Linked DNA regions of Rattus norvegicus: region 1 is linked to region 2. A link is a contact called in public Hi-C data. All regions are on one chromosome and are shown on one strand. Each heading gives the region's core, a stretch centred on a gene start, on an enhancer-like site or on the middle of the called end of the contact. The rest is flanking DNA. Distances are from core to core; before and after follow the strand shown.

What was found. A called contact is a pair of places that touch in the nucleus more often than the background predicts.
Region 1: a Hi-C map of liver shows a contact between it and region 2, with 2.5 times the contacts expected there. The contact joins two enhancer-like sites. A contact is called at or near these places in 4 of 12 Hi-C or Micro-C datasets (Schwann cells, kidney, liver and 1 more).

The regions. Positions count from the first base shown.
Region 1 is chr10:60,398,914-60,404,834 of GRCr8, reverse strand. All of the region lies in intron 12 of Smg6 (SMG6 nonsense mediated mRNA decay factor), which reads right to left. Among named protein-coding and RNA genes, the nearest start is that of Hic1, 120 kb to the left of the region's middle. Within about 2 kb of position 2,079, at least 44 of the 93 cell types and tissues checked have an H3K27ac peak or open chromatin away from gene starts, as enhancers often do. A contact at or near this core is called in liver, where this site is marked.
Region 2 is chr10:60,339,943-60,346,105 of GRCr8, reverse strand. Smg6 (SMG6 nonsense mediated mRNA decay factor) reads right to left here. Exons shown (of 19, transcript NM_001105808.1): 10 at 2,226-2,371. Among named protein-coding and RNA genes, the nearest start is that of Srr, 58 kb to the right of the region's middle. Within about 2 kb of position 3,910, at least 17 of the 93 cell types and tissues checked have an H3K27ac peak or open chromatin away from gene starts, as enhancers often do. A contact at or near this core is called in liver, where this site is marked.

The sequences.
Region 1 (5,921 bases), core at 830-3,329, 61 kb before region 2:
GTTACAAGCCTGCAGGGGCCTGTGGAGGTGGCCATTTCCTGTGTAATACCAGCTTGTTTAAACACTAACATTCAAACTCCACAGCTGCAGAACAAACCCGGAAAGAGTTGAGTGAGAAGAAGCCCTGCATTGTGTTTCAGAGCTGTGGAAGATCAGAGAGGTAGTGCGGATGGGAAACAAGTTGGGTTTTGGGTTCCTGGGGTGAAGAAATCTGGAAACAGCTAAGGTGGTATAGAAAGTAGGTACAAGGAAGCTAAAAGTCCATTGAGCACAAACTCACGGGAAAGGCAGAAAACTGGCAAGCAAATGCTCAAAGACATACATCATCTGCTTTAAGAAATGTATTTCCCTTTGGGAGCCCAACTCTCTGGATCAACAGACAACAATAAGTCCCTGGTTGCCCTGGAATACTTCTTACTCAACGGTAGAAAAATGGCAGGGTATAAGCAGCTAGTCGCAGAAATGATCTAAACCTAGTAAGTCTAGTGGTGCTACGAGAATAATATTTGGGCATAAGATGCTACTAAGTTCTGGAACTTCAGTGCTAGAAACTGTAGTAGGCTATAAGGGTGGAGACGCATCTCTCTCACTGAGATACAGGAACCACAAAATTTGTTTTAGATGTTGCTACAAAGCAAAGAGATCACTCACTATTCTAGGAGGTAAGACAAGCACAACAAGATAACTTGTTTTACTAATAAGAGATGCCTACTAGGTAACCTATTTGAAGATTATCCCTTTAACAACCATAATTCATATAAAAGCCAGTCAACTGGGTCCTTTGAGAAAGTGCTCAGCCCCAAATCAGTTCTGTCCAGCAGAGCAGACCAGACTCTGAAGCTGTGCTACAGCAAGGACAGTAAGTTTTTCCATGTTGCTAGGCAGTGTAGCAAGAGCCCTACAGTCAGGAACAGATCACTGTAATCTCTTTGTAGGACTTCTCAGGTACCAAAGTATTACTCCTATGTCATCTCCCCAAACTCACTCTAGGTCATAGCCTTATTTTATTTCAGTTCTCTCAAGTCATTCTTGTAGGTATAGCCTCTGTAACATCACTATGGTGTGTTAAACCCATCAGCACTGGGTTTGGGAAAAACAGCCCCTAGGGGATTCTGACATCTCCATGGCCTGAGCAGAGGAGCCCTTGGCGGCCTCCCTGGTGCGGATTCTCACGGTTCCTGCCTCTCCAAACTTTTAGCTGTAACCACTCCAACACGTCCTCTCAGTTTAGCATATACTGGACCCAAATAACCTTAGCCCAGTGCTGGAAAGTCTCTCCCTGGGGTCAGCTGTTGTACCCTGCAAGGTCAGACTAAAGCCTTAGACCAACACCCCTTTCTTTCACAAGGAATCCTGTGGGAGGAGTGGGGAGAAGACAAAGGCTCTTGCCATGGGAGAGATCATGTGTGCCCCACGCTCAGCACTTGGAGGAAGAGGAACCCCTTGGTGCCAGGCTGCAGTGCTGACGCCCCAAACTGGAGCCAGGGAGACTGGGTGGGGAGCCAGGGTAGCACAGGGGCTTCCCACAGTCACTAGCACTTCCTTCAGGGAAGTGCTGATGGACTATTACTTGGTGACCTCCTAAAATGCTCTTTGGGAAGACGTATTAAGCGTCCTTGAAAGGCTGCTGATTAGATTTGGGATTAGTTCTCGTTCAAAGTTGCCTATGAGGGTGCATGAACTAGCTGTTTCTTTAAGTCAAGAATTCCTATCTCATCTACAAGGCCAACATATGTGAGCTCCCTGAGGACACGCCCCTTTTCTCTCTGATGAGGGAGCCTTGGAAGGCTCCCTAGAAGTTTTTTCAAGAATGATCTTCAGACTATATAGGACAAGCAATGGAAAAGCAGCAAGTCCAGGAATTTCTAGATTAAAAAAAAAAAAAAAAAAAAAAAAAACAGTACTCCAATCCAACAGTGTGATAAATGCATCCGAGCTACAATTAGGAAGATATATAGCGTCAGAATGCGAAGGTCTGGGCAGCCTGGTGAAACGCGGGCTCTCCAGAGCCCCAGCTATGTTTCCCATTATGTAACCCTGGTCATGGGCAGACAGCCAGACTCCAAATGAAAAAGAGACTCTGGCTTGGCACTGGTTCTATTTTCCTATCCTCATTCGGGGTCAGCACAGTGTCATACAGCTGCAGAGAAAGCTCTGGGGATTAAACCTGGGAAAGCCTCCAAGACCAGGACCTGGGTTCAAGTACCAGCTGAAAGCAATAAACCAACTGCCACAGCTGGGCTGGTTTGGATGTTCTCAGAGTCCCCTGACTCTTTCACTTACTGAGAACCAGAGATCAAGATGAGGGAAGATTTGGCTTCGGCAGAGACTGTGAAATGAGGTAGGTTGTCCCACTGCCCTGGCTCTGCCCAAGGTCCTGGGATACAAGGAGTTCCTGTGTCTGGGTTCACGGAAGACTGCTGTTCAGCTTTTCTTCATCGGCTAACATTAACACCTTTCCTCATGGCCACTTGGTGAAGTAGAAAGCAGCTGCTTGCTTTTCCTGCTTCAAAAAAAGCCCTGGTGTAGAAGAGCTAAGAAACTGTGCTAGTTGATAGTCATGTAGGTGGTCCCTCCAAACGCTGACGTCTGTTCTGAAATGACCAAACCCTTCTATACTGCCTTTTACAGTGGACAAGGAAGCCACTTGCCACAGCCCACTACAATACCCTTGCACCAAAAATCTCCTGGGACACGAAGCCATTCTACCAAATCTCCTAACAGAGCCAAGTGACATCTCCTTACCTACATGCTGACTCCAGACCCACTAAATGCCACTGGGGAGGAGCAAGTATCTCTGCAAGCCTTACCTTATCAGCCCTTCGAGAGCAATGAGGTCACCTTCAGCCCAAGTGCTTCATGTGTGCCTGCCTAAGAACAGTAGATCTGCCTAGAAAGGATAGAAACACAGGCAAAGAGGGGAGAACCAAGAAAACTAATGATGAACTTTGGAATCCCTCACGACAGTGAAGGATTGTGTGCTATGACTCTCTAACCATCCAAGGAGAGAAAACACAAAAGAAGGGGTAGAGATGAAGAAGGGTCCTAGAGGAAATACAAGAGAAAAGTATATTATCTAGCCACCTTATCTTAAGATCAGAGAAATCTGTCTTTGCAAAGAAGAAATGCAGGCAAAGACTAATGAAAGCACACAAAGGGGCCGGCAATAAGTGGAAGCCATTTCCTTCTTACTCCCTGGAGAGCATTCCTAAATCCTTCAAAATGAAGATCTGTAAGAAGGATCTTTCTAGTGTCAGGGGTGTTATGGTTTTGACCTCTATAGGACTGGTTAGGTTATGTCATTCCCTATGGCCTCCCTATGGCATGGCTGGTGACTCACACCTGTAATACCACTACTTCAAGGTTAGGCAGGATTGCCACAAATCTGAAGCCGGCCTGGACTACAAAGTGAGTTCCAGGTCAGCCTAGGTTATAGAGTAAAACCTTGTCTCAATAACCAAAGGTGTCCATAGATTGGATGGTTGACTATAAGACACAAGTTTGAAAGGGACAGAGCCACCAAAGCTTACCAATGATCTCAAGCATGGTATTTACTGGGAGTACCCAAGTAGCCAGTTATAGGAAAAAACTAGAAAAGAGGAAAAGTAAAACTCTAAATCCACCTTTCTAATGCTTAGATCTTAAAGCTAGAAAATGGAGCCACCCCTAGTGTTAGTCACACCAGGTTTGCTCTGGTGAACTTAGTCCTTATATGACCATGCCTTGGGGTCAGCCCCAAGGACAGCAACTGCTGCTTGACACTTAAACTTGCATTCCGGAGATAGTCAGCTGCTGATCATGATGAGGGGGAGGCGAGGGAAGGGAGGGGAAGTCGAGGAAGGGAGAACACAAGAACAAGGGAACCTAAATCCTGACTGTATGACATATCTCCTACCTGGATTCACACCTGTGAACATCTTAGGCTACAAAAACTTGTTTACTGGGAAAGCAAATTCGATATAGTAATGGGTCAAATTTGGTTTTTTTTTTAGTCTGAAAAAATGAAGCAAGCAGGATTCATGTGTCCCAACCCCTTCTAGTTCTACTGGCGTTTGCTTAGACCACGTGACCAGCTACAAATTGAGCCCTTGTCCAAAGATGGGCACATAGAGCCAGCAATAGATCATTTGCTCCAACATCCAGAGGAGAAACAGGCTCAGCACCTCAAGCAAATGAAGCCCAGTATTTCCTGTATAAACTCTGCATTTCTAGAGTCAAACAAAAGCTAAAGGGAAGAAGAGGAGGAGGAGGAGGAGGAGGAAGAAGAGGAAGAGGAGGAAGAAGAAGATGAGGAGGAGGAGGAGAGGAGGGAAAGATGAAGGGAGAAGAGCTATAGAAGGATTAACAACCTGATGGGCCAGGATAGGTGGATCAGAGCTAAGGGGCCTATGGATGTGGGCTAAGGTGACCCAGAAAGACTCGAGCTCTGGGGGCAGATGTCTGCTTCCCTGTCCCTGTAAGAAGAAAAGACTCCTCAGGGGCCCTTCACACATCAGAAGCAGTGGTGTAGATACTTAGAAAGTTTCCTAGCTATTTTCCCCCCAAATTGCAAATTGCCTCACCCGAATTACAGATTAATAGCCTAAAAATTTGAGACTGTACAGGCTAACTCTTCAGGGATCACTGCTGGGAAACAGCTGCCCCTGGCCAGCAGGTCTGTTAGTTCTTTTGTGAGGCTCCAGCTGCCCAACTCAGGGTTCAACCCTGCTCATGAGACTTCCAGTCTGGAACACATTTTGGAAACCTAGGAAGGCTCACAGGAAGTATGTGAGCTGTCTGATGCTGGGAGCACTGTCCACACAGTTACAAAGCTAAAGCTAGGGAGGAACCAGAGAAAGCAGGAGTCCAGGGGTGCCTCTTGGGGTGAGGTACAAGGAAACAATTTAGAAGGAAAGTAGGCGAAGAGTCAAGACTACACAGCCCACACAGAGAGTTCAGTAACTACTGACCAGAAATCTCTGCTGCAGCCTTCCCTCTGTGGGTCACCCATGAGTCTAGGAGATATACATGCCTGGCAGCCAACCCAGACAAACTCCCCTCCTCATTCCCCAGCAGCAGCCAAGGTGTCCATGCTCTACCCACTAGTGTTTCCTTCTACCAGAGAAGAGCTGTGGGCATGAATGCTGAAAAATACTAGGTACCTATGCTTGTTCCAAAACACAAATCACACAGCTACATAGTACCCAGAGTCCAAAGCAGCTTTCACTGCATATACCTATGGGAAGAAAAAAGTCAGAGACTGAGTGGTAGGTAGATCAGAGAGAAAATCAGACATGAAGAAAGATCCAGAGAGAGTGGGGAAGAAGGAAAAGAGAAAGAAGAGAGAGGGAGGGAGGGAGGGAGGAGAACGAACTAATAGAGGTGATGCCTGCATGCAGATACTACTGTACTAACATGAAATGAAAGAGTGAGAGACTGAGGGCCAGGTCTTCTTTGTAATGGGCTGTGGAGTCAGTGATTTAGGCTTTGTGGAATGTACAGTCTCTGTGGCAAATACTCAGCTCTGATGCTGTTATATAAAAAAGCAGCCATAGACCAAAAATAAACAAGCCTGGCTGTGCTCTCATACAACATTACTGAAACCTGATTTGTATGCAATTTTTTTAAGTTTGAATTAGTATTCTTGTGATTTTTTTCAAACCATTTAAAATGTATACCATTCTTGGGTGGTGGGGAAGTTTGTCTCCCTAATAAAGGGAGACAAAAAAGGCAAGTAGAAACAAGCTGGAACAAGCAGAGACAGACAGGAAGACACAGAGAAATCCTCATACAAAGAATCCTCCTCCAATAGAGACATTTATATTAGCACACAAAAAGTCAAATCAACAAATACATCATGTCAATTATAAAGCTAGGCAAAGGCATGGGCATTCAAGAACATATTTAGGTGTTGGAAAGATGATGGCTTAGTGGCTAAGCAC
Region 2 (6,163 bases), core at 2,661-5,160:
GATGACTCATGTGCTGGGAAATGGAAAAGTGCATCTTCCCACCAACCAGCCCTGCTGAGTGCTCTGTTCACCCCTATCCCAATGGCAGCCCACACAGTGGGGTCTGGATGGCTGCCTCAGCTGCACACCGGGTACTTGGCAGCACGTCCGCAGAGCTCTGTGTCCCAGTTGAGTGTTATATCCTGTGGCCTGGGCTGTTTTCCCCGAACCACCCTTGGAGCCTGTGACCACCTCAGTTCAGGCTCCTCTTGCCTCATGGAGGTGAGAGCCAGGGCAAGGGCAGTAGAGGGAGTAGGGCCATAGGCCTTTGCTTGTCATTCCTGACTAAAGGATCCACCTTATGACCAACTACAGAAAAGATCTACAAAAGTATCTTGGCCTCAAATACACAGGAGTCCTTCTCTATCCTCACCTTCCTTTCACCCATATTTTCTTAACCTTTATGTAACAGCTACAAGAAAAAGACTCACTGGTGGTCTATGAAAAGTCTAGGGTATTCCTTTCCACACACCCAAAGGTATTGAAAACAGGTTCTTTACATTCATGCCTACAGAGATCATAGGTCATTTGTTGCTGAACTATGTGCCCCAACTCTCTAGCTCACACGGCAGTGGTGGCTTGGGTAGGAAAGCAGAAAATGAACACAGGGGCAACTGGAGGCCCTGCTTATAGAGCCCAGTGAGCAGACAGTGTTACTATGCAGTTCTGGCTAGCCAGGAACTCGATAAGTAGACCAAAATTAAAGGCGTGTGCCACCACACCCCGAGAGCTTCCTTCTTAGTAGCAAAATTTCCCTCCCTTTAGGACTGCACAGCCTCACTAGGGCAGTACTTTACACACTTTTTTATTTCCTTCTTCTTAGAAACCAGTGCTGTCCCTTAAGGCTCCCAGCCTTCTTGCAACCCCACTCAAACAGCCACCTTGGCAAAAACTGGCCAAACTGTGAAGGTTCCTACGTCTCTGGGTCTTGCCCACTGCTGAGCATTCTGGATGCTGTATAAGTCAACCTCATGGGGAGATGTCTTCCAGGATTAAGATGTGACTAAAAACCCGGGCAGACCAGCTAAGAAGCTTCTCAAGTCCCAGGAGAATCCCTATTTGTAGGGAAAGAGCAGCATGCTCAGACATTAGGGAAGTTCCCCACCAGCAGCAAGTTGAACATAGAACCTAATAGCGACAGGCAGGGAAGCAGATAGACTGCAGGTGAGAGGAGAAATTTCTGAGAAAAGGTACACACAAAGAGCCAATGGCACTGTCCAGAGACTTTACATCTGCTTTATGACACAGTCTCTATGGAGCAATTCCTACTTCCTGGCACTGCAGATAAGGATCTGACCAAACATGCTCTGTTGATGCTCTGGAATGACTCCTTGGCAACATGTTGTAAAGAAACACAAAATAATGTCACTCATACTGTATATTTCTATCAAGTCAAGCCATAGCAGCCTTACCTAAGTGAGGTAGAGGGAGGGGGAGGAATCCTAGTAACATCCTTCAAATATGACATGGTCATCAGAACATTTTAAAATCCTGCCAATCTGCCCTTCCCTCCTCGCCTCCCCGCCCCATACCAAAAAAAGTGTTCAGAAAAACACTTCAGAATGCATACCAGTACACTGGCCAAATTCTGGGCCTGGTGGTTTTGTGCTTCCAGATTTGAGTCACCAAAGCTCATCAATTCTCTGTTCTTACTCTCTGGCAGGGTCCCATAAGGGATATCCCACAGGGAACTAGACTTTTCCATATTGAACAAACAGGGTACACAAGTCCAGAAACAGCAATTCCCAATCCCTGCCAAGCATACGGTCTCCGGAATGAAACATTTCAGCAATGCCTCTCTCTTGGGAGAAGTCCTGGGTATGCAGCCTCTAAGAGGCCTTGCTGCTGCCATTAGCATAGCCAGATGTGCAACAGCATCTCTGGATTTTTAAATTAAACTTTATACTTATAAACCTCTCCTAAGCACTACAGAGTCTTGCAGAATTTAGAGACTAAAATAAAGATCTAAGAAGCAGCAGAAGGGAGAAGTGTGTGTGTGTGTGTGTGTGTGTGTGTGTGTGTGTGTGTGTGTGTGTGAGAGAGAGAGAGAGAGAGATCTGTCTGCATGTCTGTGTTTCTGTTTTTCTGTGTATGTCTGTGTATGTGGAGATGGGATTAGTGATAAGGTAGCAGAGAAAAGATATGAAATCACCTCTGTCTAGATGGAAGAACTGGATTTCCCTTACCTTTCAACTGGGAATTATGTACAGCAAACATGTTGATGGTCATGAGCTGCAGCATACGAGTGCTTCCAATAGGAGATGGGCTGTGCTGCAGCAATACTTGGAACTCCTTAAGGACCTTCTCAGCCACTGCAGGGAATGTCTCCATCCTACAAATGCAGGGATCCCATTATTGAGGCACACCCTTAAAAGCACTCAGAAGAACAATTTCCCTCTCCCAAGCACACAACTAACACCAAGGAATTTCCTTTGCTACCTACCCCACAGTTTTGCACATATAGAAGAAAAAAAGAACAAAGTACTCAAAGTTTGGGGACGGAAACAACTCAATTACTGGATAAACAGCTATAAGTCATTACATTTTGGCAGGCTATTTCTTAACCTCACATATTAAATAGATTCAAACTGACAAGAGTTTCTGTTTGAAATGGGTTTTCTAAACAGTGAACCTATTTCCTTTAAACTCTTAACACCTACACCATCCCTAAGTCTCCATTATGAAAACTGTGCCCTGTGAAAAGGATCTAATCACACAAAAGATTCTTTTCTTTTTTTTAAAGACTTATTTATTTATGTGAGTACACTGTCACTATCTTCAGACACACCAGAAGAGGGCATCAGTTCCCATTACAGATGGTTGTAAGCTGCCATGGGTTGCTGGGAATTGAACTCAGGACCTCTGGAAGAGCGGTCAGTGCCCTTAACCACTGAGCTATCTCTCCAGCCCAAAAGATTTTTTAAAGAATTACCTCAGAAACAAGACATGGTGGACCATGCCTGTAAACCCAGCACTTGAATAGTTGAGGCAAGAGAATCTCAAGTTCAAAGTCAGACAAGAACACACAGCAATAGCTTGTCTAAAATTTAAGAATAAAAAGGAGGAAAAGGCAAGAGCATTGCTCTGCCTTCTTAGTCACTATCACACTCACTCCCACCCTCAGGTCCCAAACTGTCCCTTGAAGGAACCCAAACCTAGGGCTCCCAAGGGTCTGTTCCCAGCCTTCCTGTGCTGCTATCCTCCCTCTCACAAGCCTCTGTTCATCAGGTCTGTATGTTTCAGTCCAGTGGAAATACAATGCCCTGGCCAACTGCCACTCCCAATACAGGAAGAGCCTGTAATGTAGGGAGGCAGAAATCCAGCCAGTGACCTAGGGCTTCTAAGGAGAGGTCATTCAAACCAGTGCTTGCCAAATGTGGCCACTGGATCCTAAACAGTGGTGCATGCCTGGAGCTCCTTTGGCAACAAGGAGTAAACCACAGCTGAAATCCTCTGAAATAAAAAGCAAACTCAAACTTGGTGCTAGAGAGAGAAACCAGGCACACAAGCCTTAGGGCTATGCTGAACAATTCGTGGTCAGCAAAGTATCTTTTCCACCCCCACCCCCACCCCATCAAATTGCTTGTGGTACTCTGAGGGGTGCAGTGGGGAACAGCTCTAGGTTGGATTAATAAATAGCTTCTGGAAAGCCAAGGCAGATCATCCTTCTGAAATCCTGGAAAAAGGTGGTGTGAGTTTTGCCCCAACCTTAGTCTTTTCATTGAATAGCATCCTTCCCTGATAAGAAAACCCCAGACTTTATCAATTTTTGGCAATCTTCATACCTTTCCTTTGGATGGCAACTTGTACTGCTGACCCTCTGGTGCCCAGAAGTCATTCCACAGCTATGAGTCAATCACAGTTTACTCCAGTCCGCCTCTGCTCAACTGTTCTCATTTTCACTGGCACAAAACATGCCATGCGTTTACTTCCTGCACCCCCATGCCATTTTAAGTGCCTGCCCCAAATCAAAACAAAGCAAAACAAAACAAAGCAAAAACTGTTTCCCTCTAAAAAACTTCAGAGCTGCTTTAGCTCTTGATAGACTAGGAATGGCAGGGAGTGATGTTTGTGGCTGGATTGGATCCATTTTTCCCCATGGGCTATAACAAAGGTTTCATTTTAAATCCTGACACTGTGCAGCACTCTCTCAATGGAGGTGGGGAGGGGGCTAGTACTTCTCATTACAAGAAGAGCAGAGTTCACTCAGTAAGAAAAGCAGCCACGCTGGGCTAGTTTCAGGGCCATGTGTCTCTGTGTTGAAAGGAAGTAGAGCGCCAGCACAGAATGACAGGACAGAAGTGTCACATGGGACATGTGTCTGAGGAAGCCTCTTCCCTGGGGTAGGAACTGAAACAGATCCATTAACACTCCGTGGTCAGACTAAAGTCTCAAACGAGTACAAGTCAAATGTTCACATTCTTTTTTTCCGAAACGTAAAACAACTCCCCAAAAACCTTCCTTTGATTAGCACAACATAATTAAAGAATCAATGGTTAAGAACGTAGATTAGTTCCATACATCAAATATAAGAAAATATGACTCATTCCCAGAACCAAGGAAGCATTCTGTGAGTTTGAGGCTGGTCTTACTACAGAGCAAGTTCTAGCCCAGCCAAGGCTACTGAAGAGACCCTGTCTTAAAAACAGAAACTGAGAATCTGTTGGGTGGCTGTGGAGGAGAGTTACTCTGACAAAATGAAGTGTTGTTAAGCAACAAATGGGAAAAATCACCTTGCCAGAGGCAGGAAGATCTCTGAGTTCAAGGCCAGTTTGGTCTACGTAGTGTTTTCCAGGACAGCCAGGACTATAAGAGAGAGACCCTGTCTCAAAACAAACAAACAAACAAAACCCACAACAAACAAAAAGTCATCTTTCCAGGATTCAATAATGAATACAAATCTGTTTCAAAAAATTTGTAACCAAAATTCTTTCTGATTTTGGTTTGAAACTATAAGTAGTTTCATGTATTTTTCTTTGAGAAATATCTTTATGCCTTACCTACATATTACAAAAAATTTATAATAAAACTAACATAATGATGGTATATAATTTACATATATTTTGAGTGCACTGTCTGTGTACAAGCACACACAAATGCAAAACCCGGACTTGTACATGATGGCATATGCCTGAAATGTTAGCAATGAGAAGGCCAGGCAGGAGGATAGTTGAATTTGAGGCTAGCCTGGGATATTACATAGTGAGACTCTATCTTGAAACAAAATAAACAATAAACAGAAATGGAGGGCACCCACAAAATTATGTTTTTACAAATGCCTGTATAACCACGCGAACAGGCATAGAAGGACATGTCTAACGTGCTCTCTTTGGAGGGCGCAGGATGGAGATGGGGATGAGGGGGGCAGAGTGGAGCCGTAGCTATAGCCTTAACCTGAGCTATAGCTTTGGAGTTTGTAAGAGTTTCTGATGTTACCTCTGAAATAATTAAGAATTTAAGATGAGAAGAAAGAACAGGAGCAACAACAATAAAGGGGGAAAAGGAAGGAAACAGAAAGTGTCAGAAGCACCTCACCGGCAGACACTGCAGGGACAGTGTGTTGGCATCCAGCCCCTGGGAACTTGAGAAACTGAGACTGGAGGACTGTTGCGAATTCAAGGCCAGTCTGGGCTAGCTATGGAGTTCAAGAACAGCTGGACTACAGCATGAGACAAATAAATAATGAACAAAACAAACAACCGAAACCATCAGAAAGCACCTCCTCCATCAGTGCTGCCTGTAAAGGGACCACTGACTTCATACTCACATGAGAGAAACCACAACACACATCCAGTGAATAACTGTAAAGCAGTTTAACGTGATACTCTCATGCACACACACAGATGACCCTAAAATATACACTAAGCATTAAAGGTAATATGAGGAAGTTAGTTGGGCATAGTAGCTTTAATCTTAGATCTGCCTTGGAAAGCAGAGGCAGGCAGATCTCTGTGAGCTCAAGACCAGACTGTTTTACACCATGATTTCCAGGACAGCCAGAACTACAAAGTGACACAAACAAACAAACAAAAAACAATGAATATGAGTAACTACATTGTAAAATATAAAAAAAATTCCTCTATCATGAAGACTTCTGAGTTTGGTATTTAAAGACATTTAGTAA